2 separate regions of the Canis lupus genome follow, and region 2 is linked to region 1. Evidence: chromatin contacts called from public Hi-C data. All regions are on one chromosome and are shown on one strand. The core of a region is the stretch at or near the end of the contact, and the rest is flanking DNA. Distances in the headings are between cores, read along the strand shown. Region 1 holds the start of FBXL13 (dynein regulatory complex subunit 6). Region 2 overlaps GSAP (gamma-secretase-activating protein).

Region 1 (5,070 bases), core at 1,171-3,670:
TCTGCAATATGTACAAATACTTGGATCGAATCCAACCAAATATATTTACCTTATATATACTGATATCAAATAAACACATAAACATATATCAAATCATTATGTTGTATGTCACTAATACAATGTTATATGCCAAGTATATCTCAATTAAAACAAAAAAGATCATCTTCTGAAATCTACGGATGCTGCTGCAAAAAAGGGTACTTGTCAAGTCTTCCAAGATAAAGGTGTGCAGCTTCAGGAAGAGGGGACCAGGAGCAGCCTCTTTGTAGGATGCCTGACCTAACGTAACTTAAACTGGTAAAATTAAGCTTAAGAATAAGACTCTGTCAGTGTTCACAAGGTTGAGTCAGTATAAGCAAGAAGGTACCCGAACCCAGAAATCTCTCACACAAAGACAACAAATTAGGCTTTGTAAGTAAAGGTAAATAAAAATCTTGTTTTGAAAATTGCTTTTTGTGACAAAAGGGAAAACAGACTTTTTCCTCACTCTGTTTTCTTAGAGTATTTCCTTGAGTAAACTTACACAGTCGACCCTTGAACAACAAGGGGTTAGGGGTGCCAACCTCTGAGCAGCTGAAAAATCCATGTGTAACTTGGGACTCCCCCCAAACTTGAGTAAGAGCCTGCCATTAACTGGAAGCCTTACTGAAAACAATTAACATATTTGGTATATGTCTTATATACGGTATTCTTACAATAAAATAAACTAGAGAAAAGGCAATGCTAAGAAAAACATAAGGAAAATACACTTACAGAACTGTGCATATATTTATTGAAAAAAAAAATCTCGTGTAAGTAAACCTGCACAGTTTAAACCCCTGTTGTTCAAACGTCAGCCAGAACTGTAAATCCTCTCTTTGATATAAATGGCATTTAAAAAAATATTTTATTTATTCACGAGAAACAGAGAGAGAGAGGCAGAGGAACACGCAGAGGGAGAAGCAGGCTCCATGCAGGGAGCCCCATGGGGGACTTGATCACAGGACCCCGGGGTCATGACCTGAGCTGAAGGCAGGCGCTCCACCACCGAGCCACTCAGGTGCCCCAAATGACTTTTAAAAAGCTAAGTAACCGTCTTGCCAGTTTACATGTAAGAAAGTCATTCTTAGGGGCTTTTGGGGTCATCTATGTGAAATGTAAACATCAAAAGATGGAGCGCAGACCCCTAAGTTTAGCCTTGGCGCCTGGCTCCACGTGGTAACCACCTGCTCATCATAAAGATCCCGAGAAGTCTTATTTTCCTCTGGATCAAGGCAATTAGCTAACAGCGATAGCCACCCCGATTACCAGCGAATTTAGGATGGACTCTGTGTGAATGGTGCTGTCAAGCCCTCTTGAGGACAAGTTCCTGTTTATCTTCAGAACATGCAGAGATGACACGAAACAGACTTTATCCGCCAGATACACGAAGTGAAGACACGTGTGTCTTCTCAATCCCATCAGCTGATCGCCTGTGATGGGCACGGCAATCTGGAGTCGCGCTTATTCAACAATAAAGCTTTAGTTCTTTCCTCCATTTGTAGGGAGGAGTTTCTTGGTTGGCATCCGTGACCCGCACTATCCTAGAACACCCAGCAAATCCTCGGAATCCCGATGCACCACCGGCTTTGGGGCAGCAACCACCCCGGCGCTGGGTCGCGGGGGGTCGCGGGGGGGGCGCCCCCAGCTCCCCGCGCGGGCAGCTGCTTCCATCCGCGGCCCCGGGACCTCCGCAACCTCGTAACCGAACCGCAGGGAGTCCCCGGGCCTCCGCGCCGCGGCGGGGCCCCCGCCCTCCTTCCTCAGGGGCGGCCGCAGGCACCACCGCACCTTCCGCGGCGGGTCCTGACCCTGAGGGGCAACCCACGCGCTTCTGAGAAACCACCCAATCCTCCGCGGGGACGCCGCCCTCAGCCAGGAAAATCCGGGCGTTTTTACCCCGGGATTTTGGACGAGGTGGACGCAGGCGGCAGCTCAGAGCCCCAGCGAGGGGGCCGTCGTCCGTGCCCCCGCCCCCGCCCCCCGCCCCGGCCACCTGCCGGGCACCCCGTGGCCTCACCTGCCGAGCGCGAGGGGCGCAGCCGAAGCCCGCGGGCGCCTCGCCGCCGGCCCCGCGCCAGCTTGTAAATGTAGTAGCAGGCACCGGCCCCGAGGACCAGGCCCGCCGCCACCCAGCCCACGTCCCGGGCGCCGCCCATGCTGCCCTGGGGCCGGGGCGCTGCGCTGGGCCTGGCGCGCGAGGCGGGGAGCCGCGGATCCCGCCTCAGCCCGAGCGCCGGCGCCGGGAGGACACAGGAAATGGGGCCCGAGCCCCGCCTCCCGGAAACGGCCCTGCTGACACGGAGGGACCGCCCACTGCGCCCCGAGCGGCCCGGCGGGGCGGCAGGGGCGGAGCGGGGGCGGGGCCGGAGCGAGGGGGCGGAGCTAGGGCGGAGCTCCGCGAGGAGGCGCAGGGACCGCGCGCACCGAGGGGACTCACTGGGGGACGCGGTCCCCGTCCAGAGGTGGGCTTCCCCTCGCTCCCGCCCGGGCTCGGGCCCGCCTCCACGCCCGGCGGCTCTCCTCGGCTCCCGGCGGCTCCCGGCGGCTCGCGGCGGCGGGGGCGGGGGGCTCCGGGGCCGCGCCCGCCCCGCCCCGCGGTTGCCAGGGCAACGCCGGGACGCGCTAGCGGGCGCGGGGCGCGGAGTCTGGGGGGCCCCGGTCATGGCCTCGCTGCGCACCGCCGACTCCCGGCTGAGGAGCTACTTCAAGGAGAATTACATTCCTCAGGTGTGCGAGGTACTGGAGCCCGCGGCGGCGGCGGCGTTAGAGCAGCGGAGCCCGAAGACGTCCGGGAGGAGGGGCGGGGGTTGGGCCCGGCCGGGAGCCGGGGGCGGAGAGGGCAGGCGGCGCGGCGCCCGGGGCGGACCGGCTCGGAGGCCAGAGCACGGGGCGCGGGGCCCGGGACAGGAACCGCGAGCCCCGCACTTAAGGTCTGGGCAAGAGGCCCGGGGCCGCAGGAGGATGCGCAAGTGGTCGGGAGAGCGAGCGGGCAGCGGCGGGCCCCGGGGGAGGCGGAGCCTGGGGGCGCCAGGCGGCAGGCCCCGACCCCACAGCCCGACCCTGCCTGACCAGGGGCCCCTCCCCCCGTCGTTACAGCAGGAAGGACTGGAGAGGCCCGGCGGGTTTTGTAGGTTTGGGGATTAGGAAAGCAAGACCCGGTGACTGCCATTTTCTCGACAAAGATTTGGTGAGACGTATGCTAAGCCGTGCGTGTTTGCGCGGGTTTGGAGGCTGCAGAAGGGGTCTGAGCAGAGACACGTGTGTGGAGACTGAGGGGGAGAGAAGTCTGGGGAAAGAGACGAGGAGAGCCCGGCAGCCCTGAGAGCCCAGCTTGCGAAAGTGACTGCTGTGCACTTGGGAGGGCAGTTCGGTGCAGCCTTTTTGAATGGTTAATTTAAATTTATTAAATGTTGACTACATATAGCCTTTGACCAAACATTTCACTTCTAGGGATCCACTGGAGAGATAGGCTTTCACGTGTATCCAGAAAGCTGTCCGAGGATATTCATTATGGTGAAAATAGTAAATAACTTCTATATGAATAAGGGAATGAGATAGTATATAAAGTATGTGTATACCTTTTGAGAAGAAAAGCTCTCCAAGACATAGTTTAAAAGAAGAAGAAAAATGCAAGTTGCCCCAGAAGTGTCTCCTACAATGTAGCTACTGTGATTTCCTTTTTTTTCTTATTTTAAAGATTTTATTTATTTATTCACGAGAGACTCAGAGAGAGGCAGAGGGAGAAGCAGGCTCCATGCAGGGAGCCGGATGTGGGACTCGATCCTGGGACTCTAGGATCACGCCCTGGGCGGAAGGCAGGCACTAAACCGCTGAGCCACCCAGGGATCCCTACTGTGATTTCCTATGTCTGTGTGTAGCGACGTTTAAGACAATAATAATGCATGCATAGAACATATGCAAAACTATTAATAGCAAATGTTTGGGGGGAATGCTTTTAGGAGAGAACCCTAATTTTCTTTGCTGTGTATACTTGTGTATTGTTTTACTTTTTTTCTGCTGAGTCTCATTCATGTTTTACTTCTACACGATTATATTTCAAAATATGTAGAGAGCATGGCACTCATCTTCCCCAGGGTGTAGTTTTTCTTTCTTTTCTTCTTCTTTTTTTTTTTTTTTTAAGATTTTATTTATTTATTCATGACAGACACACACACACACACAGAGGCAGAGACACAGGCAGAGGGAGAAGCAGGCTCCATGCAGGGAGCCCAACGTGGGACTCAATCCCAGGTCTCCAGGATCATACCTCAGGCTGAAGGTGGCACTAAACCGCTGGGCCATCAGAGCTGCCCTGGTTTTCCTTAAGTAGCAGTCAGTAAACCCAATAGAGGTACAGAAATAAGATTGACTTCATCCAGGAGAGGTGTTGGCCAGGCATATAGTGTGGAGGGGCAGCGGGGAAGGAGCTAAGCTTTTTAGGGTACCTGAGTGATGGGCCAAGGGACTGGGTATGAGGTGAGAATGGGACCGGATATGATACATGGGTAGAAAGTGGAGGTTCCTAAGGAGTAAAGAGGATTAGCAGGAGTAACTGAGTGTGGGAGCTGGAAAAATAGGAGGGTAGGGGTCCGAAAGTGGAATATTTGGGTTTAAGATTTAGATCACTCAGAATAGCTGCGATGACCCTGTCTTGGTTGGCTGTGAGATACATAGCAGAAAGTGGGCTCGAGCTGAGGGTCCGGGAGCATCAGAGAAGTGATAGCCTTTCCTCACCTTGCTCTCCACTTCCCATAAGCTGGTAGAGGCATCCCTGGTTCCTCCTTTGGGTGAGAGCACCCTAGCCCACCAGCCTACCACATTGCTTTGCTCCCAGAGAAGGGGAGCCCTCAGAAGTGCCCTTCACTGAAGGCGATATTCTCATGAGCCCTTCCGTCACTTCTGACCACGTTACCAGCGGGGCAAGAGAGCAGGCTTCTGGGAGCCCCGCTCCCTCCTTAGCCTGGTTACCCACTTCCCCTAAAGGACTATCAGGATGAACCCGTTGAGCCTCATATCCCTACACAGCTACTCATCTGACCCGATTCAACA
Region 2 (5,070 bases), core at 1,726-4,225, 420 kb after region 1:
CTCTCAGCCATTTTTAATGGGCTGCATTTTTAATGTAATCACTAAGTATGACTCTAAACTATTTCATAACCAGCACATGCCCTAAGAAAGCCAGGAGGAACATATTTCTCTCCTTTCAACCTTAAGCATTAAACAGTATATCTGCAACCAAACCTATGAAGAACAGCAGCACAGCCTAGTGGCTGGCTCTGTTCCTCAATTTCATCATCTGAGATGTAAACTGAAGGCGCACCCCCCATCTCTGTAGATATGACAGAAATAAAAACACCAGCCTGATGCTCTGTTTCTAAGCAGTAATATTTCTTTGTAGCATTGTAAAATTATGTTTGACAATATTAATTGAACTTGCTATACCTCACCGTTCCAGGAGATATTTTGCATAGGAAAAAACTCTTCTTTTTCTTCTACAACAATCTACTCACTGAAGACTCCACTTCTGGTCACCAATTGTGTGAGTTTCCTCCCCTACATCCATCACTTCTCCAACACCACTTGGGTGTCTTACAATTTAACTCAATTCTGACACTACCTACCAAGAAGCAGCACTGGATCCCAAAAGCTGCCTATAAATTAGAGGTTCCCAAGACCTCCTCCTCGGGTTTGATAATTCACTGGAGTAGCTCACAGAACTCAAGAAAACAGTTTACTTATTATATATTGGTTTATCGTAAAAGGATACAACTAAGGAACCGCCAGATGAAGAGATGGATAGGAGCAGGCATGGGGGAAAGGGCTGTTTCCAAGGGCTCCTCAGGCATAGCACCCTCCCACACCTTCACTGGTCATCCATCTCAGGAGCTATCCAAACTCCTTCAGTAAGAGTTCTTTATGGAGGCTCCATTACGCAAGCAGAATAAATTAAATCATTGGCCACTGGTCACTGAACTCAATCTCTAGCCACTCTCCCTTACCTCTGGAGGTGAGAGGAGGGCAGGCAGTGAAAGTTCCAACCTTCTACAGGGTTGGTTCTTTATGCAACCAGCCCACAGCCTAGGTGCTTTCCAAAAAACCATCTCATTAACATAACTCAGGTGTAACTGAAAGGGGCTTGATATGAATAACAAAAGACATTCTTTTCACCGGTTTGCTCCGGAGCTATTTCAGAAACTGGGAACAAACGCTAAATATAACAAAATATATCCCTATAGCTCTTATCACTTAGGAAATGACCAGGATTTTAGGAACTCTGTCCTAGGAATCACGGATGGAGACCAAATGTCTAGTATTTCTAGTTATATCACAGTATCACCTATGTACAAACTGAACTTTGCAAAATCAATTTCCCACATAACCAATTGACATTATCTGGGACACACAGTTATCAAAGCGACACCCATCACTTTTAAAAATTGTAAGCTATTACATTGTAATTTTGTTGATACTCTGGATCCCCAACCTTTAGATGATGGTGGTTGTCTGTATTGGGAGGGTCAAGGAAAAAAGTTGTTTCTATTTCCTTAAGCAATTAATTATACTCTTGTCCAATTAAAATAGTATTCTTAAGACACTTTTTAAGTGAAGAAGCATAATTAAATAAACAAGTCTCTGAATGGAGAAGAGCCCAGGTGCCCATGATCGTTTTCCCAATTGCTCAGGGGGCACTGAGAGCCCTCCCCATAGATACTTGCAGTAACACGATCGAGTTTGAGTGGACAGAACTGGGAAGGGCATAGAAGTCTTTCTGGTCTTCCCAGTCTCTGAGTCAGTTAATCTAAACAAATGACGAAAAGGTTTCCTTATTTTATAAAAAGAAACTAAGGATGTCTGGGTTAAAAAATACTTTGGTAAAAATACTCCATTTCTCCATTTGTGGTATGCTCATTCACCTATATCTTTATGTTCAAATAGGTTATTGTCTCTATATACTTTTCAATCTTTTTGTGCTTCCTGTGGTTGGACAGTTTTAATAGTTTCTCTTCTCACCATAACATCAAGGGTAATTTTAAGCCTTTAATGAAAATTGCCACCTCCCTGGAGAAAACCATGTTTTATGAAGGGTTAAAATCATTGGTAGGGGATGCCTGGGTGGCTCAGCGGTTGAGCATCTGCCTTTGGCACAGGTCATGATCCTGGGGTCCTGGGATCAAGTCCCACATTGGGCTCCTTGCATGGAGCCTGCTTCTCCCTCTGCCTGTGTCTCGCTGTCTCTCTGGGTCTCTCATGAATAAATAAATAACATCTTTAAAAAATAAAATCATTTGTAGGAAGGTCACTCTTGATAACACTGCTTTTAGGGCAAGGACCTTGTTTCAATATACTATTCAGGTAATTGTTTAAAGCTCTCTGGGAAACAATTTTATAATGTAAGGAAGCCTCTTGCATTTCAGGTGATAAAACTTCTAATTTAACTGGTTTATGCACGTTAAATGACATAGTCCTAGTTAAGTCCTATGTAAAGTACTGCACAGGAGAATTACTTGCAGAGAGAGCCGGAAGAAAATGCTTATCTAGTTTCACTTTGCCCTTCCCTCTCCGGACTCCTTATCACATTAGTCATCTACCAAGGAGAATGGAAGCAAGTGTGGTGAGAGTAAATAGAGGTCCCTTGGGCCTCGTGGAAAGTCTGGCAGCAAGCACACATTCATTTGAAAGGTAACTTGTGATTCAGGTCATAGGTAGTCAGAGCCAACTCCTGTAGCTGAATAAGCATGTTGAGAACAGTCCTATAACTGGGGCTGGGGGGGGGGGGGAGCAGAGGGTGGCATGTGCCTCTGCAAGCAGGTCCATCGCAATATAATTAAGCTGGGACTTGGGGCAGAAGAAGTAGGTCAAAGGCAGCAGCTTCTAGTGAGGGCTATTGTGCAAACAGAAGTGGGGAAACAAACGAGAAAGATCAGAGCCAGGTGTCCTGTGTCCCCCGTGCTGAGTGACCAGGGCTGGGCTGGGGACTGGCCTAACCAAATCTAGTACCATTTCCTCCAAAGCCCAAGGCCCATCCCAGCAGGACCTTTGCTCCCCTGCCTGTCCATCGTATGTGCGTGGACAGGGTTGTGAAGAGATCTACGGCTCGAACTTGCGCTACGTAACCCTTCCTACCAGCATGTAGGCACATGTGGAGCAGAGAGCGATCTCCGAAGCAGGTTTGGGGATGGTTAATGGGAAACATCTGTCTGCAGGGCCAGATGCTAAAGATAATTAGGGGAGAGGAGAAAAAAGGAGATGGCAGGGTGACTATCAAAGAAAAAAACATGAATATAAAAACAACATTTTACACACAGAAATAGAAAAAAGAAAAGTGCAAAAATAAGCTACTTTGTTCTGAAGGAAAGCCAAGTCATATTCTTAGAATAAGCCAATGGGTAAAAAATTAAGAGAACCTTCACATCACTCCTTTACGCTTTTTTTTAAAAAAAGATTTTATTTATTTATTCACGAGAGACACAGAGAGAGAGAGAGAGAGAGAGAGAGAGGCAGAGACACAGGCAGAGGGAGAAGCAGGCTCCATGCAGGGAGCCCGACGTGGGACTCAATCTCCAGACCTGGGATCACACCCTGAGCCAAAGGCAGACGCTCACCTGCTGAGCCACCCAGCTGTCCCAATTTTTAAATGAAAATATACAATGGTGAAAAGGTTATAGTAAAACTGAAACTCATAAAAACCTTGTAAGTTAATCACAACTTTTTTTTTGAATACCAATTTGGCAATAACAATCAAAAGTTTTAAAATTGTCATAGTCTTCGCCCAGTAAAACTCCTGGACATTTAACCTTGGAGGAATAAACCAAATATAGACATTACATAGACATCACATATATCTATGTAAAAATATTCACTGCAACATTATTTTTAATAGCAATTTTTTTAATGCGGGCTGGAGACAGAGTAAATGTCTCGAAACAGAAAAATGATTCATTAGGACACAATAACCCAGCAGAATCTTATGGAGCCATGAGAGGTCATAACTACAAAGTTCACATAGTAGCAGCACGAAAAATGATATAATTGGCAATCTTTACTAAATATCTCTGGATGGTTGTCATTACTAGGTAAAATATTACAAAGGCCAGGAGGAAACGGGGGTGGGTGGGGGAGCTGAAAGTTGATCTGTCAGGAACTGTAGAATTATGGGTGACATTACTTTCTCTTTAAAATTTTCTTCACTGGCTTATTGTGTGTCCATCAAACATATTATGGGTTTGGTAGGGCTAGTGATAAGAGCAGAAACCATACAATGAAAAGATGGAGGCTCTTAAGAACTTTTTCAGCTTTTTTTTTTTTTTTTTTAAGATTTTATTTATTTGAGAGAGAGCAGGAGCAGGAAGGAAAGGAAGAAGCAGGCTCCCTGCTGAGCAAGGAGCTCCATATGGAGCTCAATCCCAGGACCCTGAGATCATGACCTGAGCAGAAGGCAGACGCTTAACCGGCTGAGTCACCCAGGTGCCCTAGAATTTTTTCAGCTATTAATCAAACCTTTCTTTTCCCTTCATCCTCCTCCCTTTGGAGAGCTCCACAGTGGTCTCAGGCTGGGGCCTAGAACCATCACTTGTCAGCCTCCTTGCAGGACGCTTCTTAGGCCTGAAAGCCAGAACTGCTAAACCTACCCCAGTTGGCCCTCTCTCATTGCCCATGCACCACCATGACCTCAGCCTTACGGGTTTCAGCTTTTCCCCAGCTGCCCAGGCCTCACCTGCCCTTCATGGATCCAAAAGCATCAAATGTAAATAAAAGAGCGGCAGTGCAGCGAGCTGCCTGCTGCCAAAAGTTGAGATTTCCCACTACACACCAAGCTATAATTAACAGGAGGTGATGCCAAAAACAACAAAGGAGCTTCAAGGAAACTGCTAAAACACTCTCCAGTTTTTAACTACATACACATTCTTTTCTACTCACCCACCCTTTTCTATTCTCCCTATTGTACTAAGAAACTCTTCTGAAACCACCAGATTACAGAAAGACACTAATCGCTACTGCTTAGTGGCAGGAAGGAGGTGTGCAGAAGCTTCACAGAGACCACATACAGAGAGACAACATAGGTCACTTTTGAAAAACAGAAAAGTTGTTCTTAGAACCAGAAGGAAATTAGATAATCCCAGCCCAGGTTACTTAATGGGTTTCAGACTGTGTGTGTAT

Evidence for each region. A called contact is a pair of places that touch in the nucleus more often than the background predicts.
Region 2: a Hi-C map of amygdala shows a contact between it and region 1, with 6 times the contacts expected there. The contact joins the enhancer-like site here to the promoter of FBXL13 in region 1. A contact is called at or near these places in 3 of 9 Hi-C or Micro-C datasets (amygdala and blood).

The regions. Positions count from the first base shown.
Region 1 is chr18:17,296,544-17,301,613 of UU_Cfam_GSD_1.0, forward strand. FBXL13 (dynein regulatory complex subunit 6) reads left to right here and starts at 2,421. Exons shown (of 22, transcript XM_038562793.1): 1 at 2,421-2,483. It overlaps ARMC10 (armadillo repeat-containing protein 10), which reads right to left and starts at 2,257. Exons shown (of 6, transcript XM_038562807.1): 1 at 2,039-2,257. The coding sequence starts at 2,177.
Region 2 is chr18:17,711,321-17,716,390 of UU_Cfam_GSD_1.0, forward strand. All of the region lies in intron 19 of GSAP (gamma-secretase-activating protein), which reads right to left. Among named protein-coding and RNA genes, the nearest start is that of GSAP, 56 kb to the right of the region's middle. Within about 2 kb of position 2,976, at least 5 of the 20 cell types and tissues checked have an H3K27ac peak or open chromatin away from gene starts, as enhancers often do.